Linked DNA regions of Zea mays: region 2 is linked to region 1. Evidence: chromatin contacts called from public Hi-C data. All regions are on one chromosome and are shown on one strand. The core of a region is the stretch at or near the end of the contact, and the rest is flanking DNA. Distances in the headings are between cores, read along the strand shown. Region 1 holds the start of LOC100282762. Region 2 has its middle 37 kb from the start of LOC100272654.

What was found. A called contact is a pair of places that touch in the nucleus more often than the background predicts.
Region 2: a contact with region 1 is called in a Hi-C map of leaf, with 6 times the contacts expected there. The contact joins the enhancer-like site here to the promoter of LOC100282762 in region 1. A contact is called at or near these places in 5 of 25 Hi-C or Micro-C datasets (bundle sheath and leaf).

The regions. Positions count from the first base shown.
Region 1 is chr6:128,134,790-128,137,489 of Zm-B73-REFERENCE-NAM-5.0, reverse strand. It overlaps LOC100282762, which reads left to right and starts at 1,342. Exons shown (of 12, transcript NM_001155668.2): 1 at 1,342-1,743; 2 at 2,187-2,348. The coding sequence starts at 1,678.
Region 2 is chr6:128,247,947-128,250,646 of Zm-B73-REFERENCE-NAM-5.0, reverse strand. No RefSeq gene overlaps it. Among protein-coding and RNA genes, the nearest start is that of LOC100272654, 37 kb to the left of the region's middle. Within about 2 kb of position 1,301, at least 16 of the 20 cell types and tissues checked have an H3K27ac peak or open chromatin away from gene starts, as enhancers often do. A contact at or near this core is called in bundle sheath and leaf, where this site is marked.

The DNA.
Region 1 (2,700 bases), core at 93-2,592:
CTGTAATACTTAGCAATATGCTGATAACAAATGGTTAGCCATGTTTTTGAAGAACTTCGGAAGATGAAGGCCCCCAACATAAGTATTTTAATGCTATCTCCAATAGATCTCTTGTCTTATCTCCTAATAATCTCTTATTTAAGCTTCACTTTATAAACAGTGCCATCTATAGTTTTTGTCGCTTGTTTACAGCTTAACATCCACGCTAGTACACAACCGGCGTCGCTCCACTCGATGCCCGCCACGTGCCTCTCTTGCGCTTAGCCTACACATCGCGACAATGGAGCTTAGGGGGTGTAAACGGTATGAATATTACCCGAGCATCCATCCGTCCGAAGAAGCTAATTATCCGTCTGGATAGTTTTTCTCGGATATCCGCATATTTTTCGGATTTCAGATTCAAATTCGGATAATACAATTCAGATATTGGATACAGATATGAGATGACTGATATCCGTCAGATTTCGGATATCCGGATATCTTCTCGGATACCTATCTGGATTTCAGATTTCGGATATCCGGACATCTTCCCAGATATCTTACTAGATTTCAGATTTTGGATATTCGGATAATTACATGTGGAATCGCCCTAAATATTCAAGTTTCAACATAATCAATACTTCATTTTATCATTTTCATATGGGGACTTGATGTTATGTTCTTATATAATGTCTATTGGTCCTGGTAACCTATTTTTAATTTTCGGTCGACAGTGGAATATTTTATGAATTTAATTGAATTTTGATAATTTTTTTGTAGAAATAATAATAATAATAATAATAATAATAATACACAAATAGTCTCAGAAATTCATGAAATTTGACGGAGGGGCAATATATGCCCATATAGCATCCTCAAAAATGTTTTGGCCATAAAATCCAAAGATTGTCATCGTTTCTTTCAATTCACTTTCACTTGTTGCGTGAGTTACATGTGAAATCACCTTAAGTATTCGAATTTTAACATAATCAATACTTCACTTTATCATTTTCACATGTGGAGGTGCAGTTATTTTCTTATATGATGTTTATTAGTTTTGGTAATTTATTTACCATTTTCGGTCGACATTAGAATATTTTATGGATTTAATTGCATTTTGATGATTTTCTACTGAAAGAAAATAATAATATACAAATAGCCTAAAAAATTAATGAAATGGTGTCTTACACGATATCCGACAAAAATATTCGTTACCGACGCTATCCGTGTCTGACTAGCTCCGTATTCGACTCACAACTATCCGTTTATATTAAGAACATTCATATTTGTATTCGTATTCGAAACTATCCGTATTCGAATTAAATCCGAATAAAAATACGAAAACAAATATAATTTCATCGAAGTCTACCTAGTGGAGCTCCAGCGCCTCGTCACCACTGTCCACTCCCGCCTGCCTCCCACCGATCCGAACCTGCCCCTTTCACTAATGCTGAGGGTCTATCTGTCGCGACCCCACGGGACAGCGAGAGTATCTAGGTCGGCCCCGAGCGCCACGCGCTGGTTTTCTAGCCTGCAGCTTTCGGATTGTTTCGCCTTTAACTTCGCTTCCCCGTGCGCTCTCGTCGTCTTCGCGAGGTCGAAATCCCCAAGGCGAGGCGTTGAAACCCTTAACCCTCTTCCACCTCGAAGCGGCGCGAGGAGGGAGAGTGTGAGTGGACTCAGGAGGCGGCGGGCGAAATGAAGCTTAACGTCAAGACCCTCAAGGGCACCAACTTCGAGATCGAGGCGAGCCCCGATGCGTCGGTACGGCCCCCTTTCCATCCTTCTGATTTCAATCCGAGCGATTCCGTGCAATTCTCGGCCGTTTCACTCGATTCCGGTGCGACTCCGTACGATATCGCGGTGGTCTGGTTCAGTGATTGCGCGTCCGGCCGGTGGTAGCGCAGAGGGCTTTGATCTGAATCTAGGGTTTTTGTTTTGGGGTCGTCCAGTCGGCGGGCGATGGGCCCCGCTGCTTCTGGTTCTCTGAATTATGAGCTTCAGTTTCTCACATGGGACATGGTCTAGGGTTTGTCGTTGGTTGGAGTTTGGGTGCTGTGGTTGTGGTAGGGTGCGTTCGTTGTAATCATCACAGTAATGCTGCTCGGTTGCTGTACAGACGGATGTTTCACCATTTCGTGGTGTTCGATTTATGTTGTTCGGCAACGTCTCTAGTCGTGCAGCCTACTCACTGCTTGTATTTTCAGGTTGCTGAGGTGAAGAGGATCATCGAAACTACTCAGGGTCAGAGTACCTACCCAGCAGACCAGCAAATGCTCATATACCAAGGGAAAATTCTGAAGGATGAGACCACTTTGGAAAGCAACGGAGTTGCTGAGAACAGCTTCCTTGTTATAATGCTGTCCAAGGTATTTGATGTTCTCTGGCTTATCCCATCAGCAATGTATTCAATATTCTGGTTCTTAACTGTAAAGTGTGATCGGTTTGTTTGTAAATCATGCCATATTTGAGTGTTTTAGGTTGGTTGTGTTAATTTCATTTTCACACCTATTTTTACTCCCACTGTTATTGCTACATGGATGGATTATTAGTAAAATATTAGTTGTTATGATTATTCACTGCCTTATGGTGTTCATACGTTACCTATAATAGCTTGTTGTCTTGTTTACTTCTGCTAGTGTTCTAGATGGTGCAGTCATTTGCCTGAGATGTGGCATTGTGACTGGTTTCTTTGACGATTTGCATGTAAATTGTAAAATT
Region 2 (2,700 bases), core at 52-2,551, 110 kb before region 1:
ACGTCATGTTCGAGGACACTCACACAACGTCAGCAATGACCGTCATTCCAGCGCACAAGAATTCATGGCCAGTCAATAGCGACTTACATGGCAGGTTGGGCTTCAGATGGACGATGAGCTGGACGGCGTGATGACGCCGTCGCTGGATGTGATGCCCAGAACAACCCGAGAGTCGCCGACGTTGGCAACGACCATGAGGTCTCCTGCTTGACGATGGACAACGCGGTGCAACCGCTCTGGACCGCGTACAAGCAGCGGCTGCGTCAGAGCTTGTCATACACAGCGGCTCATGTGACCACGTAGGACTGCTTCCAGAGGTCGAACTGGCAGTTATCAAACTTCTTCTCGTCGTCGATGAGCGACGCCAACACGAGCGCCTCCTGCTAGTGGTGTTTGTTCGGGGTTTCCAAACAAGAAACATGGATTCATCCTTGGCGTTGGTTTATGAAAATAACTCACAAGTCAGATCCATGAAAAAAATATTACGGAGAATTAATGCCACACATGCAAAAAAAGGAATTTAAGTTGAAAACATTGTTCAAACAAAATAAATTGCATGCAAGGCTCTTCTTTAAATACTACTCACTCCATCCAAAAATATAATTCAAGAATATCGGTGATACTTATCTGTACTACGCATTATTGTGCAAGGGTAGCAAGTGGGTTTGGGGAGAGATATAGTAGATGTTTTTTCTGTCATAGATGTAGACATAAACACATATATGTTGTAGCGGTAGCTACTGCTCGCAGCCTTTTCTTTCCTATAATGTAATTTATTGCCTAAAATATATGATTTATAGTTTAACTACTGGATCTTAATTTATTTTTAGTGTCCTAAACACTTTAAATGATATATTATTTTAATTTTTTGGACATTATTTTGAGGCATCTGGTTGGAGATGCTCCCTCTAGCCTATGCATAAAATGATTTCTAGAGAAGGCTCGAGTTAGCCTTTAAAGTCTATATTTTTTAAAAAAAAGGATGACCACTTATTTCTCAAGATGGTTTAGTAAGGGCGACTCGCACAGTCGTTTCTGTAGTAGCTCACGAGCCGGATATGCACGAGAAAGTCACCTAGAACGTAGAACGTCTTCCTCACATGATGTCGATAGGGAAAAAATGATGATTTATTGGTGGTTTTGACGAATTTTCACCAATTTTTGTGGCAGATTCTTAGCAGATGGTGTGGTAAACTTTAGAGGCGCACGAAAGGGGCAGTGGGATCCACCACCCATACCAGTCTCTCTGTCACAACAAAACCATATCCTTCGCGAAATCGAGGCAGGTGCTCCTGCTCCCAAATGGGACAGCATAGGACATCAACGTCATGCCCATCCCTGCGGTCCAATGGCAGAAGGTGGCCGGGGTAGTCTTTCATGATCCAAAGCATGTCGATTGCCTTGCCAATTGCACGGCCAGTCGGCCAGATCTTGTGACTGATGTCCATGTCACTGGCGTGGACACGCTTTTCCCCCCAAATTTTACTAACTAAATACAGGTTTAATAAAAAAATAACAAACTAAAATATGAGCTGCAGACGTCACATTGCAAATATGACGAACAATATTCGATATTGCGTAATGTCGACATGAGGTCGACTAAATAATTAAAACTTTAAACTTTTATAGAGGAAAAGAGAATGCTATAAGCATGCACATTTTTAGAAATGAAGGAATACAACGTCTGGACAGAAAAGAATGAAAAAACCAAATTTCTAACCTGTCTGCCTGTGGGGGCGTGTTTATCCACTTGATTCATTATTTGTCCTATGTACCTTTTTCCCACCGTCTTTTTCTTCACGTGTACTATACATCCCACTTAGGGCTAGTTTGGGAACTCTATTTTTCTAAGAGATTACTATTTTTTAAGGTAAAATGAACTAATTTCCCTTGAAAAATGAAAATCTTTTAGAAAAATATGGTTCTCAAACTAGCCCTTATGACACGAATAAATCACGGAGAATTCCAGCGAACTATATTTTGTGAAGATTGAATGACAGGACACTTGTCGATGTGTGAGGGATAGTAGGCTGCTAATAATTAACTCCTCACATCTAAATAGGTCTAGCTAACAGTTTAGCTAATTATTAGCTAAATATCTAATTAATAACTATTTTACTAGTTGGATAAACTAGCTAATTAATAACATAATAATTGTTATAACATATTAGCCAACTAACGGACGGGAGTCTAGCCTAAGGTATGTTAAGGTAGTGTTTGGTTCTGGGGTTAGTTATACGGAATGACTTTACTCTAGTTTCTGGTAATGAAATAAGTGTCCCGTGTTTGGAAGATAGAATGACTCCAACCTGTTCTATGGGCGAAAAGGTTCAATAGTTTTTGGGAGCGATGAGATTCAGTATGTTAGGAGAATATTCTCTTTTTGGAGCGGCTTTGTTTCCGGCTTCGCTCAACCAAAGAGTACTAAAGGTAGAACATAGTTGATTCGTTCCATACTTTCTTGAACCAAACACTTCCTAGGTCCTCGAGATAAGGACACAACAATTTTATCAAAACCTTGACTAGGCCCTTGGATCAGTCATGGGCTCAAGTGATATATCCATCAGATATGCTCACATGCACCCTCTTGCAAATAAAGAACGGCTCAACAGCTCTTGGAGGGCCTCCCTTGTGTGAATCCTCGGTATTAGAAGGGCAACCATAAAGAGGCAAAGTCATCCTTGCTCAGTACTCCGGGGC